Regions from separate parts of the Mustela erminea genome. Here region 1 is linked to region 2. A link is a contact called in public Hi-C data. All regions are on one chromosome and are shown on one strand. The core of a region is the stretch at or near the end of the contact, and the rest is flanking DNA. Distances in the headings are between cores, read along the strand shown. Region 1 overlaps AP4S1 (AP-4 complex subunit sigma-1). Region 2 overlaps STRN3 (striatin-3).

Region 1 (6,840 bases), core at 1,743-4,242, 86 kb before region 2:
TTCAGGACATTCCAAGAGAAGGAATGAGTTAGGGAGGCAGGGGAGAAGGGTTCATATCATGCCAACCTCAAAAGAGACACTCTCTTACATTCTATTTTTAGACTTTGAACTAAAGCAAATTTCACTTACAGATAAGTTTACTAATAAGACAAACCATTTACAATATGGCCTAAAGGATGGTTGTAACCATTTTAATGTGTAACCATTCATTTTTGGTAGTAACATTATAAGTGAATTAATAACATGATGACATTATAATTGCCAAGTGCAAATAATACGGTTATCAGGCTTTTTAGAAACTGGCAAATAAAATTTAATTCTCAATTTTTATTAGTTACACAATTTTGTAAAGTTTTGACTTAAAAACATTTTAAGGAAAAAGAGCATTTAGAAAACATTCAAAGTACTATGTGTTTAAAATTTTATTGGCTGATAGTTGTCACATGTTCTTCCCATGCTGCTAATCCTGAATTAAATGTGCATAGGGAAGCAGAGAACAAAAACGTTACCCTCAGAACTCAAAAAAATTTGAACAGGTGGGAAAAAAATGCTTATGTTTAGAAAATAAAACTCGTCTCTTAGTTCAGAGAAAATTTTTCTTTGTAGACCATATTTTAAAATACAGCTTTGTTTTCCATTTAGGAACTATGGAAAACACCTATTTAAAATGTCTTTGAAAGGACACCCCCTTTTGCAGTGTGCAGTCTTCCACATTTTTTGGGCTACAGATGTTGAGAGGTATTCCCATTTTTACAGGTTGATGTTGTCTGGCAGAGCCTTCTATCATTCAGCTTTCTGACATTTTATCAAGAATGAGTAGAGGGGCAAGAATTCTTGCTCGATTTGTTTCCACAATGCAGCCATTTAACACCATCTCATCCAAAATGATGTGCACTTTATCCAAATTAAACATTATCTAAGTTCATATTAAGGAAATTAGTTTGAGTTAACAAAAAATGTTAACGTGTAACAGTAATAACTTCTGACTTAGCCTTTCATTTTTCCCATATAAATTTGTCTAAGCATGAAGTGTATTTGGTGTGTGTGTGGTTTTTTTTTTTTTTTTTTTTAGACAGAACTTCTGAAATCAGATTTAAGATTGGTGTCCATGTTGGAAATTATTACCTTCACATACACAAACACACCTAGTTTCACCTTGGTTAAGCTAACTGGCCAATAGGTACAGAAATAGAATAGCTACTATACCTTTTAGCCAGAGGGAGAGTGACTCTAAGAACTAGAGAACAAAGCAAGTAACATTGGCAATGGCATGACCTGACAAGAACAATGCTGTCGTCCAAGACACTAATAACATCAACAGTAATAGCCTCGATGTTCCAGGCATTGTGTTGAGTGTTTTACATAATTTTTCAGTCTTCTCTACAACCCTACGTTATAAATGTTACATATTGTCCTAATTTTACACGGGAGCACATAGGCTCAAAGCCATTGTCCAAAGTCCCATGGCTGATAATTGCCAGAGCTAGAATTTAAGCCCACAGCTTTGGCTCAATGGTTCTACTTCCAGACTTCTCAGGAGGGGCCTGGAGCTACTGAGTATACTCCTCCCTTAACCCTCAAACATCCACCCCAAACCAAATGACTTCACAAAACCTCACGTCTTAAACTGTCTTTTCTCTCAGACTAAAGAAAAAAATCATCAAGAGTAGATATGAATGAAGAAAGCAAGGCAATGCTGACTAATTCCCAAGTAGATAAAAATTCTGAAATTCAAGAGAGTTATCTTGTATGAATGGACAGTTCTAAAAATACTCGTTTGAGAATTACAAAGCCATATCAGGGTACTGATGTTCCTAGTGGAAAGTCAGTATAGGGCATGGAGGAAGATGAAAATGTTAGCCTATGAGGTCTAGCTAACTGTAAAGAGCCAAATTCTTCCTCCCTCCCCCCGCCCCAGGAGCCCCTTCAAAGAACTTTTCTTTTGTGAAAGGAGAAAGGGAACTAGAATGAGATGATAACAATATTGAGTAATTCTGAATTCTACCCTTTAATAACTTATTTCCATTTCTATTTAAAGAACATGATCCTGGTCTGTTTAAAAACAACAGCTGATTGAAACAGATTGTTTCAAATACACAAACTTCAACAAATGAGTGACTTAAATGCACTAGGGAAGTTCATAATTAGTGAATCTTTGTAAAGTGAATCATTACCACCTTTTTTTTTTTTCAATAATTTCAGACGTTCAAGTCCGTATTGGGTTTGTTTAGTGAAAAATGAGGTGTAGAAAATGAGACAACCCTGTGAATGACTTTTAGTTTTCTATTAGGCTCTGCATTAATATCTCATTAAGCTCTGTGCAAATAGTCCTCTAGCAGGATAAACTTTTTCAGGGGCCCATGGGAACTGTCCTTAAATGACCCAGAAAAGGAAAAAAAAAAAAAAAAAAACTTTACTCTGATATACCTATTAATAATGTCTTCCAATTATATAGATGATTGCTTTGTCCATGACCAGATGGGACTGGAATATTAGGTTCAATCAGACCCAGAAGCCAGAACTCAGAAGCCAAACAAAGTGCAAATTTCAGCTTGGTACAAAGAAGAGGAGCTGGGGAGCATATGTGGCTATGTGAAACTGGCCTGCAGAATCCCCCTGCAGAATCATAATCCTGCAGAATCCCCCCGGCCTGCAGAATCATAATCACTAAGGCGAATCCCCTGTCTTATTCACTAAGGGCAATGAAAGCCTTGGTGTGTTGAAAATGCCAACTCATCTAAGATGATTTTCTTGGAGAGAGGAGGAGATCTAATTTTAATCTATTTGAACTGGTTCAGGGATTAAGCTACTCTGAAGACTGTGGCAAGTCCATGATCTAAAATTTGGGTGTCCCCTTGAGCAAGAGACCAACTGTTTTGAAATTCAGATGAGAATGTGCTGCTGAATCATATCAACCACTGACATCCTCACACTGTAAGGACAAGGTCTTTCAGCAAGTCTGAATTTCCTAACATCCTAGAAACGTTGTTGAGTGAGGTCATTCTTGACTGTGGGCATGTGACTGCCTGAGTAGCTGATTCAAACCCAACCCTTAATAACCATGTAGCTTTCCTGCATTATAATGGGAAACCACAGACCAAATCCATTGTGAGGCAAACTCCTGAAAGCTGATTTCCCTCCCTGGAATCATGTGACTCCTTTAAAGTAAGAATCCAGCTGTTGTTTACATCCTGATTTGGTTTATAAACAACTTCTACAATAGTAATGGCATTTGGGTTACATGTCAGGGACCAAAAAGATGCCCAGGCAAAGCCCCATGGCAGTAAATAGGCAAACATGCTTCAACCCTGACATCTGGAATAGAATGAAGCAAGAAAGGTCCAGGCTATTGGTCTGTTAATATGGTAAGCTGAGAATGACCATTTCAATAACCTCTGGGTTATACTGAACTTGACTGACTTAAAGATCCTTAAGGCAACTCGGCCACCCTAAAGTTGGAATTGATATGAACTACAGACAGCCTCCCAAAAAGCAGAATCAGAAAACCCCATTTTCTCTCAATCCCGAAACCCAAAAGCCTTTCTGAATTGCTACATAATGTGGATTGAAGCTGAACATCTTAGGACCCCAGTAATATTAGTGCCACTTGAAACCAATCTTTTAACTAAATATTATTAATATAAATATAATATAAATATATATAATAATATAAATTAATATAATTAAATATTAGTGCCACTTGAAACCAATCTTTTAATTAAAGAGCTTGAAATGTTTCTGGTTCCTATATTGGCATTTTGGTCTCTGGATCATGTTACTTTTTCAATATGGTATTTTAATACCATTGTGGTGGTCTATTTATCCTTTAATAAGAGAAAACTGAGCAGCATACATTCGAATGGGATCTGAAAAGCAACTGGCAGGCAGAGCCCAGCCTAGAAACTAAAATCTCTAACTCAAGATTTTGTTCTCAGGTCCCTGGTCTTCTTTTTTGATTTTTTTCTTTTTTTAAGATCCTACCTAAGCAAACTTCTTGATAAACTACGTGGGGTGGGGAAAAACTTGCTCTTGTATTTATACTTTAATTAATATAATTTGCCATGAAGTTAGATAAACTGTGTTTATCTACTTTGTGTTCACATTTCCCACAGAAAATTGAATACTCCTATATAGAAGACTATCCTAGAAGATTGTGTACGGTCCTTGGTATACTCTCCTTGTAAGATAGTCTGCTGTCCACTTTTAGGCTTGGTATTGTCTCTTCTTAATGAGGTCACTGAAAAGGAGTTAATCTTTTTTTTTTTTTAATGGGTTTTTCCTTAAAGGTCCATTCATATTCTGAGAGCAATAAGACAGTCAGGTGTAATTTAAGTTTTTATGTGAACTAAATCTATATTTATGAAAGCATTATAAAATATAATGAAGTGAAATAATTTTGAAAGCATTGGGTCAAGTGAGCCTGTCACTTTCTCTGTTGTTTCTCCTAAACTCTGCTGCTCCTCCTGACTTGGCTGTCACCATTCCTGAGTAAAAAAAAAACAGAACCTGGAAGCATGGAGCGAAAGGAGCAGGGTAAGGCAGAGGGACCTGGTAGGAAGGGGTAGGGGCGGATGCATATGGCACCTACAGGACATAGTTCAAGGAAATACCGAGACAGCAAAGGCCATTGAGAATCAGAGAAGCCCGGAAGGCAAAACTGTTCAACCTAGAACTTTAACATCCCTTTCCCAGGTAAATGGCTGACTCCCTCAGGGACTGTTCATAATTTTGAGACTCTTCACTCTTGACAGCACTGACTGAAGTTATGCTGAGATGGTTTTGACCCCCTTGCTTCTCAGTACCTGCCCTTCCCAAAGACTGGACAAGCTACATGGGCCAGCTCTCACCCCTTGCAGCCCTGCTTTCAGAAAAAGGTGTTCAGAAATTACTACATGCAGGGGTGGCTTAGTTGGTTGGGTGTCTGACTCTTGATCTCAGCTCAGGTCTTGATTTCAGGGTCATGAGTTCAAGCCCTGCACTGGGGTCCACGATGGGAGTGGAGCCTATTTGAAAAAAAGAAATTAAACGATATGTGAACTCCACTTTTTTTTTTTTTAAGATTTTATTTATTTATCAGAGAGAGAGAAGGGGAGAGAGCGAGCACAGGCAGACAGAATGGCAGGCAGAGGCATAGGGAGAAGCAGGCTGGCTCCCTGTCAAGCAAGGAGCCCGATGCGGGACTCGATCCCAGAACGCTGGGATCATGACCTGAGCCGAAGGCAGCTGCTTAACCAACTGAGCCACCCAGGCGTCCCTGAACTCCACTTTTGTAGAGTATGCTCTTATTAAGACATTCAGATACTCTCTTTCATATCTGACGCCTCCTTTTCTAATGTTTCTTCAAAACTTCTTTCCTACTTTAGGAATAATTTTGACAACACCAAGAGAGCACAGGGTCAGGCACTTTACAAATGTTTTGTTAGGAACTAAATTGCCACAACCTACTCCAGATAACACAGTTTTAAAAAATGTGTCAAATTTAATCTTATTATTATTTTTTGAAGATTTTATTTACTTCTTTGACAGCAGAAACAAGGGGAGCAGTAGGCAAAGGGAGAAGCAGGCTGCCTGCTGAGCACGGATTCCAATGTGGGGCTCGATTCCAGGACCCTGGGATCATGACCTGAGCCAAAGGCAGACACTTAACCTCTGAGCCACCCAGGTACCCCTGTATCTAATTTTATAGCCCTGGAAACCCAGAGACTGGTAACAGTTCTGCCCCAAAGTACCTCTATCACTTAAAACAGTCATAGAACCCCTCTGGGCTTTAGCCTTTTCATCTAAAAAATGAGGTTTTTAACCTGATGATGGTAGAGTTTTCTTCTAGCTCCAAAGTTACTCAAATCCTAGGACTCTAAAAGTAACCGTCAGGGAGAGGGGAGCTAGTTTACTCTACCTGACATTATCAAGTCATTGCTGAGGTAATCACATACGCCATCATACCTCATAAGAAATCCTTTGGTAATGACTTAATTATCGTGACCTTTCTGAGAGAACATGGAGACAATTTCAGTTTATTTAGAAGCTACCGCTTCAGTGTTGGATGGCTTCCTTGGAGAGATTCTTTGTTCTTCTTGCCAGTAATTCCCTAGCCCCTACCTGAACAAGTACTTTTGTGATTTCTCATTAAGTCAGTGTGAAGTTAGCTCCTATTCAGAGAAGACCTATTCTGGTTTCTGGACCTTAAGGTGTTTGGGATTTTAGGAAAGTAATGACGGAAGGAGAGGCTGATGCCCCACAGTGGGCTCTGGGTCCTGCTCAGGGCCTGAGTGCAAATCTCAGTGGTGCTGAATACTGTTGCCTGGGTGCCTCTGTCCCTCCAGAGAGCACCATGGAAGACAGCTAGCTGAGTCACAGAGCGCAAGCAGCAACGGAGGCCCTTCCTTCTCCCCCACCTTCAACTACAATAAGAGGTACTTTCACATCACCCATGTGAGCTTTAACATTCTAGAATTAATTGCTCAGGCTTTTAGGTTTTAAGGACTTAGAAAATGAAAACATGAATGTTCTAAAGATTCTATTTATGTTCTAAAGAATCTATTTAAAAGATTTCTAGAATGTTTTAAATGAATTCTAGAATATTTTAAAAGAATGTCCTAAAGAATCTATTTAAAAGATTTTGGGAGATGCCGGGATGGCTCAGGTGGTTACATGACTCCTTTTGGCTCAGGTCATGATCCCATGGTACTGGGACTGAGTCCGGCATGGGGCTCCCAGTGCTCAGTGGGGCGCCTGCTTCTCCCTCTGCCCCTCCTTCCTGCTCACGCTCTCTCTCAGGCAAATAAATAAATAAAAGCTTTAAAAAAATGATTTTGGGGGGCGCCTGGTTGGCTCAGTGGG
Region 2 (6,489 bases), core at 107-2,606:
TTACCTGAATTGGTAACAAAGCTATTTATAGTCTTTATCCCACTTACTGCAAAGTCTTATACTTTGTTGTATTTGTTTGATTTTGTTACTGCCACAGTTAGTTTGGATGAGGTGTTAGGTCATATGTGGTATTTATACTTCAGTGATAAATTCCAGAATACATTTGGCCTGAAGGGTTTTGGTAAAGGAATGTAGACCTCTGCTAGTGAAACTCATGGCTAAGCATGCCTTTTTTTTTTTTTTTTCCACATTAGTATCTCACAATTTACAATGATTTTAAGTAGCTTATCAAGTTAGTAATTGCCTTGAGGACCAAAAAAGTGCTTTGAGATTTACGAGAAGGAGTAATAAATTCCCCTCAGCTGCTGTTTTTTTTTTCTTTCTTTTTTTTTTTTTTTAAGATTTTATTTGACAGCACACAAATGGGGAGAGGCAGGTTAGAGGGAGAGGGAGAAGCAGACTCTGCGCTAGGGAACCCAATGTGGGGCTTGATACCAGGACCCTGGGATCATGATGCAAGCAGAAGGCGGATGGTTAACCAACTGAGCCACCTAGGTGCCCTAGAGTTGCTGTTCTTGAAAACTTGCTTGTAAGGTTATTTTTTTTATTATTTGTAATCTTTTTATTTTTACTATAAAATTTGAAATACCTTTTGGGAGTTTTATAAAAAAAAAAAGGTTTCAAGAAACATACCAGTCCTGAGAACGTAATATTTAGTTAACATAATCATAGTAGGCTCTCCTGAAGAATCTTGTCAGCAGAAAAAACCAAAACAAATAAAAGCTCAAAGTCGCTTATATGTAGAAGCCTTTTCCATTTAGTCACTTTTTAAAAAATTTATACCTGGCCCTATCTCAAAAAGAATTTTATTCTCTTTTCAAAGAAAAAATAAGCAGCAATAAAATATGTTAGAAGTAGTGAAGCTTATTTATTTTTAGATATAGCTTGGATTCCTAACTTGGTACAAAATAAAATGGTTGAGGGAAGAGAGAAACTTGTTGCCAGTACTTCAATAGTATAGATAACAATTTTGACCAAGGGGCACCTGGGTGGCTCAGTGGGTAAGCCTCTGCCTTAGGCTCAGGTCATGATCTTGGGGTCCTGGGATCAAGTCCTGCATTGGGCTCTCTGCTTAGTGGGGACCATGCTCCCCCTCCCTGCCCCGTCTGCCTCTCTGCCTATTTGTGATCTCTCTCTCCCTTTGTCAAATAAATAAATAAAATCTTTAAAAAAGGAAAAAGCAAACAAGCTTAACCAAGAGTCAGAAAACTCTTTTGAAAAGAGTCTACCTCCTTTGGTAGAGGGACGCCTGGGTGACTCAATTGGTGACTCAGTTGGTTAAGCATCTGCCTTTGGCTCAGATCATGATGCCGGGGTCCTGGGATTAAACCCCATGTTTGGCTCCAGGGTTAGCGGGTCATCTGCTTCTCCCTCTGCCCCTCCACCAGCTTCTGCTTCCCCTCCCCCCATAAATAAATAAAATCTTTCAAAAAAAAGTTGGTGGAATGTATTAAGTATACTATTTTGATAGAAGTGGCTCTGTGCAGCTCGAGGGGTGTGTCCATTCTGCAGATTCTGAATCATTACTCTTGACGCCATGTTAATCTTTTGTGTTTTGTTTTTTTCTGAACTTGTATAGGATATAATTTATAACAGATTTAGAAAATAGTTATGATGTTAGTAAACATGTTTTTAGAGAGTTCATTAAAATGGCTTACAGGTTTATACTTAAAAGGGGGGGGTATACTTCCTCTGTTAATGGAAAATGGGCTTACCTAGAACATAATGCTTTCAGATACCGGATAAATGAGAACTTACTGGAACAGAGTTGATAGTTAAAAATCTCTTATGCTTTAAACCATTACCATGAAAAATGACATTGGGATTATAGAGGATGAAGTGGTATTTTTATTAACTTTTTTTAAGGCTCTGATAGAAGAGATAAAGACAAAGATTTTATTTGCCTTTGGAAATCGTAGTAATTGTTAGTGTTTCTCTTTTCTCTGGAATTCTTGTTTGTCTATAATATTGGAAAGCTTTTAAAAAATATTTTTAAAAATATTTATTTAGGGGCACCTGGGTGGCCCAGTGGGTTAAAGCCTCTGCCTTTGGCTCGGGTCATGATCTCAGGGTCCTGGGATCCAGCCCCGCATCAGGCTCTCTGCTCTGTTGGGAGCCTGCTTCCTTTCCTATCTCTCTGCCTGCCTCGCTGCCTACTTGTGATCTCTGTCTTTCAGATGAATAAATAAAATCTTTTAAAAACATATTTATTTATTTGACACACAGAAATCACAAGTAGTCAGAGAGGCAGGCAGAGAGAGAGGGGTAAGCAGGCTCCCTGCTGAGGAGGGAGCCTGATGTGGGGCTCAATCCCAGGACCCCAAGACCTGAGCCAAAGACAGGGGCTTAACCCACAGAGCTAAACTTTAAAAAAAATTTTTTTAAATTGAAAGTGGGCCTAACCCACAGAGCTAAATTAAAAAAAAATTTTTTTTTTAAATGTATGTATTTGAGAGAGCATAGGGGTATGCAGCAGAGGGAGAGGGAGAAGCAGGCTCCCCACTGAGCAGAGAGCTAGATACAGGACCTTGAAACCAGGATCCCTGGGATCATGATGTGAGCTGAACTGACTGAGCCACCCAGGCTCCCCTAGAAAGTTATTTTTGTGAAAAACTTTCTAAGGTATTCCGTGTAGGCTTTTCGTTTATTCTTGAAAGCGTAGTATGCCATTAGGGTCCATCTTGTAACTACTTTTGTATCACTAGATGAGTATACAAAGCTTTCTATGGAGTGTCTCACCATACTGAATTATGTGGCTAAGTATGTCTGCTTTAATATCTAAGCTCCTTAATGATTCAATAATTAGCTAGGTTTTGAAACCTCTGTATTAAGTGAATTATTTTGTTTCGTTTTATATAAAATGTCAGTGGGTCAGCTGAGTCTTTATACTTTTATTTTATTTTATTTTATTTATTTATCGGAGAGAAAAGTAGGCTCTCCACTGAGCAAGGAGCTGATGCGGGACTCAGTCCCAGGACCCTGGGATCATGACCTGAGCCGAAAGCAGCAGCTTAACCGACTGAGCCACCCAGGCGTTCCTATACTTTTATTTTCTATTATTTACAGCTGGCTGACCTTTGCTTAATTTCCAGAAGTTTAAGTGCTTGGAATAGAACCACTTTTATAATTTCAGTTGATCATTAGGGGAGAGGGTATTAATACTTGTTGAGAGCCTACTATTTCATTCATTTATTTTTTTATTTAGTGGTAAAGGGTGTTTATTTTTAAGGATTTTATTAGAACACCAGCAGGAGTCGGGAATGGTGGGGAGCAGAGGGAGAAGCAGACTCTCCTCTGAGCTGGGAGCCAGACATAGACTTGATCCCAGGACCCTGGGATCCTGACCTGAGCTGAAGGCAGCTGCTCAACTGACTGAGCCACCCAGGTTCCCCCAAAAGGTGTTTTTATTATAGCACGGGGACAGGACCTATGGGCAGAAAGAGCTGTGGAGAGCCTATTTTGAATAGAAATGTCTTGAATTTATTATTAGTTGCTATAACCTGATTTTTCTTTAATTTGCTTCTATACATAAAATATTTAACTTTGTTAATTCCTTGGGATGTTAAAATTTGCTTGCTGATGGTTTTATAGTTTCTAAGTACATTATCAGTTTTCCAAAAAGTTGTAAAGAATGTTTTATAATCATTGAACAAAACTGACCTGTCTCTGGTATTAGCATTTAAGTTTTGTTTAAAGTAAGAAAACTCTTAGAGTAAAACAGATTTTGTTAAGTATTTTATTTCTTTGTTTTAAGCAAGATACTCTTATTTTAGAAACATTAGAAACTATAGTAACTGTGAAATAACTTGAGGCTGGTATTAGTTCAGTGTTGAATGTTTTGCTCTGATGACCTCTAGTGGTCCTGCAGTTTAAAAGTGATCGGTTGTCAATATCAAGTAATTTTTTTTAGGCTCTCATGTGATAATCACATGCTGGTTGTTGAAGCTGTTGAACTCAGGTGATAAATAATATATGGCCCCAGTGAGTACCTTTACCTAATTTAAAGGAAGGAAAATTGTATTAGAAGACAGCAGTAGGTAGGCTTTGTTACTATGAGTTAACTGTGATTAGATATGGAAACAAATTTATTTTTTATTTTATTTTATTTTTTTTAAAGATTTTATTTATTTATTTGACAGAGAGAGATCACAAGTAGTCGGAGAGGCAGGCAGAGAGAGAGAAGAGGAAGCAGGCTCCCTGCTGAGCAGAGAGCCCGATGCGGGACTTGATCCCAGGACCCTGAGATCATGATCCGAGCCGAAGGCAGCGGCTTAACCCACTGAGCCACCCAGGCGCCCCTGGAAACAAATTTAAAAAGTTCATTTCTGCCTGTACAGTATGTTTGTAGTAACAAATTTCAAGTTAATCATCACAGTTATAATCTTTTTTTTTAAAGATTTTATTTATTTATTTGACAGAGATGATAGGCAGAGAGGCAGGCAGAGAGAGAGGAAGGGAAGCAGGCTCCCCACAGCAGAGAGCCCGATGTGGGGCTGGATCCCAGAACCCTGGGATCATGACCTCAGCTGAAGGCAGAGGCTTTAACCCATTGAGCCACCCAGGTGCCCCCACAGTTACAATCTTGAAGTCACACAATTAAAAGCATTAAAATTAGTTGACTTGGGCAAATAAAAAATGAAAATTTGTGGTATTTTATTTTTTATTTTTATTTTTTAAGACAACTAGTGAATTGGGGAGAGGGAGAGGGAAATGAAGAGAGAGTCTTAAGCAGGCTCCATGCCCAATGTGGAGCCCAGTTTGGGTCTCCGTCTCACAATGCTGAGTTACAACCTGAGCTGAAATCAAGAGCCAGACAGATGCTTAACCAACTGAGCCACCGCAACCCGAAAATTTATGGTTTTTAAAAAGTACTTACTTTATTGACAGTACTACACACTCTATGGTAGAATTTTTTCCTCTTAACTAAAGGACCTAGGTCATTGACCTCATTTTCACAATAAAAATTTACTTCTTAAATCTAACCGTTAAGATGAGATTAATTTTTAACATTAGTATAAAACATTTCAAAATTATAAAAATAACTTATATGCAGGAAAGTGTATAAAACATAATTGCACAGTTTAGCCAGTTATTACAAAGAGAACAACAACGTAATCACGCTTGGGAAGTTAAAGAGATAGATGGAGCACTGCTAGTACCCCAGGAGCCTTACCACCTGGCCCTTCCAAATTACTACTCCCCTCTTCCATCATGAGGATAACTGCTATCATTTTTATATAATCATTTTCTTGGTTTTCTTTACATGTGCTCATATAAAGTGCACATTACTCAAATGTATTAGTTTAGTTATGTTTGATAGTGACTTTTACATAAATGGAATTGTATGGGATGTTATCTTTTGTGTCTTGACTTTTCCCTCAACATGGTATTAGTTCATCCATATTATGTGTAGCTGTAGTTTGTTAATTTCCTTTGCTCTGTAGTGTTTCACTGTACTAATATGCCGCAATTTATCTCTTCTCTAACTGATGGATATTTAGATTGTTTGCAGTCTTTGGCTGTTATAAAAAATGATTCTGGAAATGTTTTACATGTCTCATAGTACATACTTATGCACAGGTATTTCTTTTCGGTCTGTATCTAGGAATTTTGGGTTTAATCTATTTATATCTTCAACTTAAGTATAATACAAGAGTTTTACAAAGAGGCTAAACCAGGTTATGGTCCCATAAGTCATTTATGGGAATTTCTGTTGATTCACAGTTCCTTAAAGATAGTATTGTCAGTTTTAAAAATTTTTAGCCAATCTGGTGTTGTTACTTTATTGGTATCTTAAATTTATATTCCTTTGAATACAGATGAAATTGAGAACTGTTTCATATCTTGATTGGCCATTTTGATAACTTATGAAGTGTGAGTCTTCTTACAGTATTTCCATTATGCATCTTTTTTTATTATGTGGTTGTGTCTTTTGGGGAATTGGTTATGAATTCTGTATTATGTATTTGATCACATTCTCATCTAGATGTTTAGCAAATATCTTTCATCTGGTTTGCTTTTTAAAAAAAAAGTTATTTTAGTACTTAAAAATGGTTAAGGTGGTAAATACTGTGTTATGCTTTTTAGCACAATTTTTTAAAGTGTAAATTCATTAGTATTAAGTATATTCTTACTGTTGTGAAACATCTTCAGAACCTTTCAACTTGCAAATCTGAAGCATTAAACCCATTAAACAACAGTTCCTACCCCTCTCTCTCTTAAAATTTTTATTTATTTATTTATTTATTTACTTGTTTATTTATTTTTTGGGGAACCCAGTGCAGGGGTTGAGCTCACAACCCCGAGATCAAGACCTGAGCTGAAATAAAAAGTCAGACACTTAACCAACTGTACCACCCAGGCATCCCTCCCCCTCTCCTTTTTAACTGCCATTTTCCTTTTAGTTACTATCAATTTTGCTACTTTTAC

Evidence for each region. Hi-C and Micro-C count contacts between places; a contact is called where the count stands out from the background.
Region 1: a contact with region 2 is called in a Hi-C map of fibroblasts, with 3 times the contacts expected there. The contact joins two enhancer-like sites. A contact is called at or near these places in 2 of 3 Hi-C or Micro-C datasets (fibroblasts and spleen).

The regions. Positions count from the first base shown.
Region 1 is chr5:81,966,508-81,973,347 of mMusErm1.Pri, reverse strand. AP4S1 (AP-4 complex subunit sigma-1) reads right to left here. Exons shown (of 6, transcript XM_032341491.1): 6 at 1-916. The coding sequence ends at 788. Among named protein-coding and RNA genes, the nearest start is that of STRN3, 50 kb to the right of the region's middle. Within about 2 kb of position 2,992, the one cell type or tissue checked has open chromatin away from gene starts, as enhancers often do. A contact at or near this core is called in fibroblasts, where this site is marked.
Region 2 is chr5:81,879,073-81,885,561 of mMusErm1.Pri, reverse strand. The region is part of intron 1 of STRN3 (striatin-3); the gene reads left to right. Among named protein-coding and RNA genes, the nearest start is that of AP4S1, 37 kb to the left of the region's middle. Within about 2 kb of position 1,356, the one cell type or tissue checked has open chromatin away from gene starts, as enhancers often do. A contact at or near this core is called in fibroblasts, where this site is marked.